Regions from separate parts of the Mus musculus genome. Here all the other regions are linked to region 1. A link is a contact called in public HiChIP or PLAC-seq data. All regions are on one chromosome and are shown on one strand. Each heading gives the region's core, a stretch centred on a gene start, on an enhancer-like site or on the middle of the called end of the contact. The rest is flanking DNA. Distances are from core to core; before and after follow the strand shown. Region 1 holds the start of Sall1 (spalt like transcription factor 1). Region 2 has its middle 47 kb from the start of Gm42034. Region 3 has its middle 26 kb from the start of Gm35542. Region 4 has its middle 40 kb from the start of Gm42034.

Region 1 (2,681 bases), core at 110-2,609:
TCTGGCGGGCTAATACCCGGGACCCAAGAAAGTGTCTAATGACCCTTACCAGAACGGGTCCCGAAGGATGGGACTCCATAATACGTGGGGTGCACACATCCAAGCCCGACTTTGACGGGTTATGGGTGCAAGTGTGGAAAGAAACGACAGGAGAACAAACTTGGGAAGCCGGACCAAGCGACACTTCCCTGTCCCTAAGTCAGTCTCCAGAGCGACCGGCAGCACTCGGCCGCGACCCCAGGATGTCGCTCCTCCACCCCAACCCCCAGTTCTCACGGCTCGGAACCCCCAAAGGTACCATGTTTCGCCCGCTAGCCAAGTGGGAACGAGAGTTTGGGGGGGGGGTGGGTACGGAGAGCTCCCCACGCGCTCGGCGTTCAGCCACCCGGACGAAGTAAACTTCTTTAACGTTGGCCGCAGGGCTGGGCGGTGAGGCCCAGGCGACAGAGGCCCAGCCCGGGGACCCGGGTGGCGCGCGGGGAGCGGGAGAGAGCTCGCGTGGGCAGCTCCAGATGGCCTCTGCCCGAGAGATCGCCCCTCGGGGCGGCAGGGTCGTGGCCGCGGCTTCTCCGACCCTCTGGGCGGAGGAGCGAGCCGGCCAGTCGACCCTACTCCGCCCAGTCGAGGACACGGAACTCCGGAAAGCTCCAGCCGGGATAGGCTGGCTCTCCCGGGACAGGGGAAGCCTGGCCCGGCAAATTGAAATCGAGGAAGCATGAAATAAAATCAGACGCGCCGAGTGCAGAAGGCGAAAGCGGCGGTGGGCGCGGGGCCCGCCGCGTGTGCGTGGGTCCGAGTGTGCGTGTGAGTGCGTGTCTGTGTGTCCGCGGCGCCGGCCGGAGCACTCACCATCTCGCCGGGGGAGCGAGGCCACTTCGGGGTCGGATTGGAAATGTTGAGGCTTCGCTTGCTTCCTCCGCGACATGCTGGCTCAAACATCAGCTGGGGCAGAATAAAAAATTACTAAAAAAAAATCTTCTCAAAATTACGGAAATCGAGCGGCGGCGGCGGCGGCTCCCCCCGCCCGCCGGCCCGCCCGCCCCCTCCCCGGCTCCCCGGCCCCGGGCACAGCGCGCATGTGTCCTGCTATAATTATGATTATCAATAATGCATTGCGATTAATCATAGAGGGGCTCTTTGAAAGGCGATTGGCACCGGGCCAGCGCTATTCAAACCCGCTCGCCTTAATCAATTAGTTCGTGATTTGCTGCAGACCCCTGTCTCTCCGCGCGCTGGCCCAATAAGCCGGCCGCGGGGCTGGCTCTGCGCGCCGCGCCGCCCGACTCTTGGTTAACCCTCTTGGCGACCGCCGGGGACTCCGCGGCCCGGCCGCCGGGGGCCTGCCTCCTCGCCACTGCGCGCCCAGCGCCCCGGCCGGCGCCCCCCGCTCGTTCCCCTCCCCCCTCCCCCGCCCTCCATCCCGGGCTGGGCCGACCCGAATTAGCATGCTCGCCCGGGAGCCTAGCGGAGCAGGGCCGCGTGGGGGTGGGGCTGGCGGCGGGGGCTGGGGACCCAGGCTGCGGGCGAGCGGCGAACTTCCTAACTCCCGCGCTGCGTACTGGCCCGCGAGGGGGAGGGAGTCCCGTGGCGGGACGGGGTAGGAGAGGGCGCCCCATTTCGTGAGTGTTCCTTCATTTTCTTTAAGAGCTACCAGAAAGCAGCCCACCCCCACTCTCATAAAAAAAAAAAAGCGAGTGGGGAAGAGCCAGCCCCACGCCAGTCCGCCTCCCGCTCGCTGCCGGGCCTCCCTCCCGCCTGCCCGCCGCCTGGCTCGGAGATCCTTCGCCCAGAGTTCTCCACTCTCAGGATCCCGGGCTCGCGGGGGTGCGGAGAAGAGGACCCAGGAAAGGTTTGGGGACGTGATGGGTTTGGGGCTTGGGGGGAGGGGCAGTTTTCTCGCCACCCCATCCTCTCCCTGCCTGGGAGCGGCGACCCTCCAGCCTCTTGCTGGCTCCTTAGCTCCCTTTCTCTACCTTGGACATTCCCGGGACAATTAGGGCTGAAGTTTTCGGGAGAAGCGCCCCGAGCCCGTGGGATAAGGGGGCGGCTCGGCTCCGCCCAGGACCCCCTCCCGAACCTCCCCCCGGCCGCCCCGGTTGGCTGCAGGGCGCGTCACTCCGCGGGGAGGCGGCGGCCACCGTGGCGCCGCCAAGCTCCGGGCGGGTGGAGAGCAAGGACCTGCCTGAGCTCCGAGTTCAGCTTCTGCGGGAGGGAGGGGAGGGGCGCAGCTAATTCTGTGCTAAGCAGCGCTCCCCTGGCCTGGGTGGTGCTGCTGGAGCCAGACCCTAGGCACCGCCTCTACCCTGGACCCTAGTGCTCCGTGTCCTAGGGGTGGAGGCCGCCACCTCGTCGCAGACGAGGTGGCTACCCGGAGTGAGTGAGCATGGAGGGGGGGTCCTGTTCGTTGCCCTGCTAGCTACGCCGTGACTCGCCTTCACTTTTCCGACACTTGCTACGTGCGGCGCCCAAACTTTTCTCTCCATCTCTCTCTGTTTCTCTCCCAGAGCTGGGAGCCAGCCTCTCTTACCCGCTCACGGGACCCAGGGATCCGGGCCCTGTACTCCCTCTTCCGGGTTTGGGCGCCTGCGAACCTGAGGCTTGGTCCTCGGCTTAGTTTAGACCTCCTCCTGCCTCGGGGTTTCCGCTCGCCGAGGTTCCCGAAGTCCTGCACCCGAAGGACT
Region 2 (2,681 bases), core at 107-2,606, 250 kb before region 1:
CCACTGGCCGGCTTATTTTAAGGAAGGGAGAATAGACAGAGAGTCGTGTGGTTTGCTCAAGCCGCCCAGAAAGTGGTTGAGCTGAACCTGAGTCCCCTCTATAAAATCCACCATCAGTAAGCCTGTACACAAAGCCTTGCCTGTCCTAAGAGGAGGACTATTTGTGACAAAGGGTTGGCTCAAGAAAATAGAGACCTGGCCCTTGTTCTGCAGAAGAGTAGTGGTTTTGGGGTGCGTGTACAAGTGTGAATACAAACATACAGGTCACCTCAACCCCAACCCCTGTCTTCATCCTGACCCATTTTTACTGAGGTCAGCTAAGGGGTGGCTAAAACATTCTGGGTGAGGGGGGTTGGATGCATTAGATGCATCAGGCGTATAAGCAAAGGCTCTTTAATAATTTTTTTCTTAAAAAAAAAGCTATATGTAGCTCCTGCTGTAACCCAGAGTATTCCCCAGAGTCCACAGGCTCACTTTAGCCCAATAGCTCCTAACCATCCCCTCCCCCCCAGTAATGTGTGCTTGCTGCCAGGACTTGCCAATTTATCACTTTGAGTAGTGGCTTGCTGGGATCAATGGGGACTTAGCCTGGCTCCCACCCTCCACATACATCTCTATGGAAGGTTCATGTTCTAACTCTGAAGTTGCCAGATGCATCTCCCACAGTGCTAAGACCTTTCTTTGCCCACAGTCCCATAAGTCTACCCAGGGACCAGCCTGTTACCATGGTCACAGGCCCAGGAAGCTCTCATCTCATCCCTGTCCCTTCTCTGATGCTCTGTTGTAGCCGGCAATACCCATCCCCGACTTCTTTCTTCCCTTCCAGAGCATTTCACTCTATAACTCAAGTTGATCTCCAGCTCATGAAGATCCTCCTGCCTCAGCCTTCTGGGATTACAGGTATGTGTGACTAGGCCAGCTTAGTCTGTGGCTTTCCTGTCATGTGGCTCCTGGAGTCCCAGGGGCCAGCTATTTTGGAGGGGCCCTGGGTCTACTCTGCCTTCACCGTTTGCAAGTAGAAATGGTTTTAGCTGCTGGCTAAATAATAAGCTACCCGTATATTGCCTGTCTTCATTGTGTTGTTGTAAAAGGAAAACTAATCAGGGTATGGTGGTATAGGCCTGTCGTCATACCAGTCCTTAGGAAGCAGAGGCAGGATGATCAGGAGTTCAAAGCCATCTTTGGCTACACTAGTCAGCTGGAGAATAGCCTGGGCTATGTACAACCCTGTCTCAAAACAAAACAGCAAAGCAAACAGAGGAGGAGGGACAGCAGAAGCAGAACCTAAATACACCCACGGCAAGTGTCAACAGCTGAGATTCAGGCAGCCTGGCAGCCTGCAGACACTTGGCTCCCTCCCCTATACCTTGAAAGTCTGAACAATGAGGCCTTTTGTGGGTTGGTCTCTTCTGCTGGGCCCTCTGAGTCACTGCATATTTTTGTGTGTGCAGCAACAAACGGTGTGACTCATTCTCCCACTGGGGGCATTTGGGGACTTGTTCTGTTTTACTTACAATTGCAGGAGGAGAAAAAAAAATCAGATATTACAGAGGTGAGAAAAAAATATAGCAAAGTCAAATAGTCCACCTCTGCGTGTTCCAGGCTGGCAGGACGAGTGCAGGTCCGAGGTTACTGGTCAGGGTTCCTGGGGGTGGGGCTTGGGGGTTCAAGGTGGTTAAAGTTTGACAAGTTTCTGCTAAGGTCAAATAAGGGAGAGGTTAAACTTCTAAGAAACCCCATGTCAAAGGCTTCTTACCCAAATCGGAGAGTCCTCTAGGCCCCAGGAAGAGGTGACATGGTCCCGTGTTGTGTGTCTCCGACCTCCTACACCTCATCAAGCTAGAGTTCCATGTTCAGAAAAGAGGTGTGTGTAGACTTTTTCTTTACTCATGTGGATGATGGCTTCCAGCCTGCTTTCCTTCCAGAGTCGGGTTGCCAGGAGTTTGAGGCTAAATGGGGCTGATAATAATGGAGAAAGTGAGCCACAGCTGAAAGGCTCTAGAGAGGCGCCTACGTGTTATAAGGCCGGCCCCTAGACAGATGGCCATCCCCTTCCTCCATCCGCCTGTCCCTATGGCTCTGCAGTCTCCATGCCCCATGCTTTGGCCAAGTCCCGTCCACACCGTGATCCCAGGGCTCTGCAGCGATGCCCTGGATCTAGGCCTTTAGCAGAGACCATTTCAGCCTAAATTCTGTGCCTCTCGGACCAGGTCCTCTGGAGGCTCTGGGCCTTGGAGGCCAGGATCCCAGCTCCAAGCTTGCAGGGCAGTAGAGGTGCGGGCGTGGCCAGGTACTGGGGCTTCAAGAACTAGCATTCGGAGCACGTGTCTCCTCTCGGAGCTGCGGGGCCTGTCTCTTTCTATTAGTTTAACAAGCCCTGGTATTAATGAGATTGCTCTATAATTGAACCTTTTCACGGGTCCCTCGGTAATGAAATTATGCTAATTTGCATTCAGCACCACTAGGCATCCATCACGCGGGATCAGCCGGGAGCGGCCGGTGAAGCGGCGTGAATGCACCGCTAATTATCACCGAAATGAACAAACCCGGCAGGATTATGATTTCATCTTTTGCCCTTCTCACCACTGGCTCCACCCTGTCTACATTCGTCTTTTCATGCATATGCTTGTTGGTGGGATGGGAGCAGGAAGCTGCTGCCATTGGCTGAGTGGCAGCAGAGC
Region 3 (2,681 bases), core at 103-2,602, 200 kb after region 1:
CTTGCTGCGACCACTCCTCCTTCGTCTCCATATCCAAACATCTGTATGACCCCAGCTTCTGCTGCTAACTGGTTTGTTGTCCTATGACTTCTGACTTTGCTTATGCGCTCCTCCGCGGGAGACGAGACATCTTAGAGGTTGTCTTAGCATCCTTTTTGCTTATCAGATGCTGACCCAGGAGGACCTGTTGGTGCTCAGCCTGGCATCAAGCTGTAGCCCTCAAGAAACCTCCCAGTTCATTAGAAAGGGACTTTAGACGGTTCCTGTCCATCTTCACATCCCAGGCTCCCAGTTTTGTCTTTAGAGGTGTACCTGTTTTTCTGCAACACCTACATGAACCACTTTTTTAAAAGGCTAATAAATATTCCAAGTCTTACCAGGAAAGAAATTGTTCTAATTGCTCCGAACCCACAGTATTTCTTCTGATACCCAGGAAGAAAGCAGCGGCTGTCACATTACTGTGTCTGTGGCTAATTTGAACACGGATGTGTCACTTGGTGTAATTCTTCTGTTTCATTGAAGGAGTCCTTCCCAGATGTCTGGCATTCAGTAAGAGACAACTTAAATTTGGAGTACCAGCCCCCCCTTTACTTGCTGAAGCTTTGTGGGAGACTTCACAAATCTGTGGCGAGTCCTGTCTCCATTGGTGTTGGGTCTGAATGACCCATTATCAACTAAAAGCTTCTTGATGATGCTTAGGACCTCCACAAAGGTGTGACTTCCTTAGTGCCTCTTAAAGGAAAGAGAAACCATTACAATTAAGACCATGCCAAAACAGCTATTGACCAAAAAGAAAGGGTCACTCTTAACTTAAGAATTTGCACCTGGAACACTAAAATGATTAATGGTGTGTTCCCAAGCTGTTTGCCCAAAGGATGCTTTCTTATTATCCGGGGAAAACATGATCCAAGTCCAACAAAGCTGGAGAAGCCAGCTTTTCTGATAGTGAACTCAAGCTCTGTAAGGCCACAGGAGAGGACAGAGAAAGGGGGAAACACGGCCACCCAATAAATTCTTGTGCTTATATTACTGTGAGCAACAACTTCAGCGCACACATTTCGAAGGCTTTCTCTTCGATTTTGCCCCCGACTTTTTACAAGAATTTAATGCTGCCGTAAAGGTACGAAGTAAGGGACCCTGGCTGGCCTTCTACTCTTGAGATATCCCCACCCCCGTGTTGCCCTCAGACAGCCGTCCCAGCAGACAGCGAGGGAGGCTCACAAAGGGAAGAATTCCACAGCTCCGCTCCGAGCTTGTTCATAATTTGTTCCATTGTTCCTCCACTTTGCTGCACGTAGGAGATATGTAAGACTCCCGCCGGCTCTGAGACCGCTGTGGCTGCTGGGCACAATGGGGGAGAGCAGAGGCTGCTTTGTGGTCCTAGCCTGAAGTCTCCCTGCCTTTGTGACTGCCGCAGGGATGCTTCGGAGGCCTCGGCTTGCCTTTGTGAGCGCAATTAAACCCCGGAAGAGGAAGGTGAACAGGGAGCTGTCCCTGCACCGCTGTTCTTCCGCGGGTGTCACTTAGCTGGGTATTGATGGCACACGGATGTCCCAGTCCTCAGAAGGGCCTGTAGTAGGGGGTCCCTGCAGCAGGAGAACCTCTGAGACCTCCCACACTCAGGCCGACGGGAGCATTCTGCTTTATGTCCAAAGAATGAGTACTCTTGAATCCTAAGCGAAGAGGCTTATAAGGCGGCCGATCGGTCTTTCACTAAGTTACGGTTAAATAGAAGTTGGAAGGTCCCATGTTCGAGGGCAAAGTAGGACTCCTCTGTATCATGATAATGCTTGTGCACTTCAAAGAACAAGAAGGACTCAATATGCCTTCCAAGTAAAGGAAATGATGATGTTTGAGGAGACTTGATCTTCACATTACACAATATATTCTTGTGCCACAAAGCATGTGAACCCTCACAAATATGCACACATTTGACATTGTTATATACCCATAAAATAAATGTAAATAAATAAACATCACAAACAAACATCTTTAAAACCTAGAAGCTGAGCATGGTGTCTCACTCCTGCAATGCCATCCCTGTAGAGGCAGGAGGCAGGAGGCAGGAGGCAGGAGGCAGGAGGCAGGAGGCAGGAGGCAGGAGGCAGGAGGCAGGAGGCAGGAGGCAGGAGGCAGGAGGCAGGAGGCAGGAGGCAGGAGGCAGGAGGCAGGAGGCAGGAGGCAGGAGGCAGGAGGCAGGAGGCAGGAGGCAGGAGGCAGGAGGCAGGAGGCAGGAGGCAGGAGGCAGGAGGCAGGAGGCAGGAGGCAGGAGGCAGGAGGCAGGAGGCAGGAGGCAGAGGGATATATGCTTTAGGATACAAGCTAGTCAGGCACTATTGGGGGTTGGAAAAGGAAGGAAGAGAGGGAAGGAAAAATGGTGTCACATGTAACATCTGAGGCCTGAGTCCACAGTTGCTGTATGTCAGAGTGATAGTAATTCACTTTCTAAGTGACTCACATTTGAAGCCAGAGCTTGAGTTCCCTGGGGAGGGCTCCTCCTGTCCCTACCCCTGTACTTAGCGTGCAGTATGGCACCCAGCACACAGACATTTTGAGGCTCAGTCTCGTTTAGCTGTAAGTGGGAGGAATCGACAGCTGTGTATAGTCTGGGACTACAGGGCTGGCCAAATCATTCTTTTCCTTTTCTTCATCTTTCTGCCTTCTCATTCCTTCACTTTCTA
Region 4 (2,681 bases), core at 66-2,565, 160 kb before region 1:
GGCTTCCTATGCAAAGCTCCCCAGTGATAAGGAGTGCCCAGGAGGCTGGCATGCTCATGCTGCTTTCTACACTGATGGGCATGCGGACGTCAGCCGGCACTCATGTGCCACGGTTCCTCACACAGAGCTCTGAAGGTGGGAACTTGTGAAGCTTCTATCCATTTCACCACTGAGATCCACTACCTGGTATCACTGGAAGGCTTTATAAATATACCTCAGCAGGGTTACAGTCCTTTCTTTGTGCCCCAAGATAGTAGATCCATTTTTTTTCTGAATTAATACATTACTAAGCATTTCCTTACCACAGGACTCTGTTTTATAAACCAGGGGCAGTTAAACAACTTTTTCTTGGGTCCCTTGGTGACAGAACCTGAGCATCGGAAAATCATTCTTTCTTTTGTGTTTTCCACATGCTCTTCCCTTTCTGCACTGTGCATTCCCATGATGGAGACTGCTGATAATCACAATCTCTTTTTTTCCACCACAAGTAAACTGTTATGTCTTAGTAGGGTGCAGAATGAAGCCCATATTGCGCAGACTCCCTTGCAGCTAAGTGTGACCAACTAAATGTAGCACATGCAGCAGAGGCATACAAGTACTCAACAGAATGTTTTATAAAGGCTTGAAATAATATCACATAAAATATGCACGAAGTTGAAATATCACATAAAATATGCACGAAGTTGAAATATCACATAAAATGTGCACGAAGTTGAAATATCACATAAAATGTGCACGAAGGACTCTAGCAGCTTTATTCATAATCGGCGAAAGCTGGAAGCCGCCAAGAAAGAGAAGGCTAGTGTGTTTCTCTAGTCTTCTCTCCAGAGCCCAGAGCCCCAACCCACTCATGAGAAAAGCATTAGACATATTACAGTTGAAGGACATTCTGCAAAGCACCTGCCCAGTACTCCTGCCAAGCATCTGGTAAGATCCTGGGACAGAAGAATGATGTTGGGCAGAAACTAAAAAAATCTAACAAAGCATGGACTTTAGTCAACAGTATTATAATATAACCTAAGATATTAATATTTGGGGAAACTGGGTTATGGATTCTATGACAACACTTGGTGCTATTATTACATTTTTTTCTGTGCATCTAAAACTATTTTAAAATAAAAGGTTTGTTTTTTTTTTTCCTTTTTAAAAGGAAGATGAGAATTGGCTTGTGTCCCTGTCCCCATCTTTCTTGGCTCCCTCTTTGTCATTTCTTGGACTGTTGATCCATTGGCTGCCATGTTGGAAAGTGGTGACAGAGCTGCCCCCATGACCCTAAGGATGGGGAGCCGTGAGCTGGGAGGAAACTGGGTCCCCAAGGACTTCATGCTGCTGAGCAGCCACACCAGGCCTGGCTGGCCAACTTCCCGGCTTTCATGTGGAAGAGAGATAAAGGCTGATCGTGTTGAAATCTTGTTATTTTAGGCCGCTGTTTCTCACAGCCAAAGCTAGCCACTGCAGTTACCGTTCTTTGCTCCTCCCCCACACCCCGCCAGACACTGGATCCTTTAGGGAAGATGTCAGATCTTTATGGGGATGGGGCTCACGGCCTCTGGCTTCCTCTACCTGAGCAACCAGCGGGGTTCGTCTGCGTGAAGCACTAGGATCGGGATTATTGCCACCCAGTTTCTGGTGACTTCACCGCCTATAGGAACTTCTCCTTCACAGACAATCTGAGAACTAATGTGGTCACAGTCAGGGAAACTGAGGCCCCAGGGGATCAAGTCCTGATTGTTCCCACAGGGGCAGGCGTCCTTACCTCTGGACATTGTTATTTTCTCACTGTCCAGCAGTCTCTGGATTGACTCAGACAGTACTAGGGAGCCTCAGAGTCAATGAAATGTCGGTGCAGGTGTGGTCACGTGGTCAGATGTTCACTTTCACGCTAAGGCAGACCTGCATCTGTCCCTGTCATAGCCTGGAATTCTTTAATTTTTTTATTTTTTATTTAACATACTAGGTACATGGCTACTGAGCTGTACTCTGATCCTATCAGAGTTCTTTTTTTTTTTTTTTTAAGGAAGGTTTGATGAAAGCAGTAGCAACATGTTAGTGGCTGTGCATTTAGCTCACTGTACTGGTAGATAATATAGGTGTTAAAAGTATTCGCTGAATATCTATCTGTCTTGCCAGCAGCCCTGGGCTAGGCTCTCTGCATTTTCCTTCAACGCTCATCATGATAGGTGTGTGTGTGTGTGTGGGGGGGTGTCACCTCATGTCTCACATGATGCAAGTTCAGGGAAGTGAAGTACAATACCAGAGGCAACACCTAGGGTTGCCTATTCTAACCACTTGGCCACACTGCTCCCTCTATGTTGAGCAGGTAGAAGACCAGAAATCCTACAAGGAGGTGGCAAGCATTGTGTTTCTATGCAGGTACCATTCACCTTCAGTGTTTTCCAGAGACCTCCTATAACCAAAGAAGCAAGTATCCATCCAATGGTTTCTAAGGCAACTCCAGCAATTAGAGACGAAAGGCCCAAGGCCCCAGCTCACAGGGACACTTGGAGCCTTCCTGAACCAGACAACGTCCTCTCAGGACATTGCCGTCTGTCTTGCAGCCGAGGCCCATCAGAGACCGTGGTCCTGCTGTTACAGCTTCATCAACAGCGTGGACACAGCAGGACGGAGGGCTGTCCATTACCAGGACATGTGTCTCTCTGTCTTTGAGGGGGCATGCCCAT

The links. HiChIP or PLAC-seq counts read pairs in DNA pulled down with a chosen protein or histone mark.
Region 2: an H3K27ac HiChIP or PLAC-seq map of neural progenitor cells shows a contact between it and region 1, with 3 times the contacts expected there. The contact joins the enhancer-like site here to the promoter of Sall1 in region 1. A contact is called at or near these places in 3 of 39 promoter capture datasets (cranial neural crest, hippocampal neurons and liver), 7 of 484 Hi-C or Micro-C datasets (the N1E-115 cell line, cerebral cortex, cortical neurons and 3 more) and 11 of 115 datasets of contacts at active chromatin or transcription factors (VIP interneurons, cardiomyocytes, embryonic basal ganglia and 8 more).
Region 3: a contact with region 1 is called in an H3K4me3 HiChIP or PLAC-seq map of embryonic forebrain, with 2.8 times the contacts expected there. The contact joins the enhancer-like site here to the promoter of Sall1 in region 1. A contact is called at or near these places in 8 of 39 promoter capture datasets (cranial neural crest, embryonic stem cells, epiblast stem cells and 3 more), 1 of 15 datasets of contacts at CTCF or cohesin (stem cell-derived epiblast-like cells), 4 of 484 Hi-C or Micro-C datasets (the G1E-ER4 cell line, brain, liver and 1 more) and 18 of 115 datasets of contacts at active chromatin or transcription factors (embryonic forebrain, embryonic limb bud, embryonic midbrain and 9 more).
Region 4: a contact with region 1 is called in an H3K27ac HiChIP or PLAC-seq map of heart atrium, with 7 times the contacts expected there. The contact joins the enhancer-like site here to the promoter of Sall1 in region 1. A contact is called at or near these places in 2 of 39 promoter capture datasets (both in liver), 3 of 484 Hi-C or Micro-C datasets (cortical neurons and liver), 4 of 115 datasets of contacts at active chromatin or transcription factors (embryonic stem cells, heart atrium and neural tube) and 1 of 9 other capture datasets (adipose tissue).

The regions. Positions count from the first base shown.
Region 1 is chr8:89,041,503-89,044,183 of GRCm38.p6, forward strand. It overlaps Sall1 (spalt like transcription factor 1), which reads right to left and starts at 1,360. Exons shown (of 3, transcript NM_001371070.1): 1 at 850-1,360. The coding sequence starts at 925. Gm3134 (predicted gene 3134) reads left to right here. Exons shown (of 3, transcript NR_166639.1): 1 at 1-294.
Region 2 is chr8:88,791,480-88,794,160 of GRCm38.p6, forward strand. No RefSeq gene overlaps it. Among named protein-coding and RNA genes, the nearest start is that of Gm42034, 47 kb to the right of the region's middle. Within about 2 kb of position 1,357, at least 93 of the 459 cell types and tissues checked have an H3K27ac peak or open chromatin away from gene starts, as enhancers often do. A contact at or near this core is called in the N1E-115 cell line, VIP interneurons, embryonic basal ganglia and 3 more, where this site is marked.
Region 3 is chr8:89,244,004-89,246,684 of GRCm38.p6, forward strand. No RefSeq gene overlaps it. Among named protein-coding and RNA genes, the nearest start is that of Gm35542, 26 kb to the left of the region's middle. Within about 2 kb of position 1,353, at least 34 of the 459 cell types and tissues checked have an H3K27ac peak or open chromatin away from gene starts, as enhancers often do. A contact at or near this core is called in embryonic forebrain, forebrain, nephron progenitors and 1 more, where this site is marked.
Region 4 is chr8:88,878,691-88,881,371 of GRCm38.p6, forward strand. No RefSeq gene overlaps it. Among named protein-coding and RNA genes, the nearest start is that of Gm42034, 40 kb to the left of the region's middle. Within about 2 kb of position 1,316, at least 5 of the 459 cell types and tissues checked have an H3K27ac peak or open chromatin away from gene starts, as enhancers often do. A contact at or near this core is called in heart atrium, where this site is marked.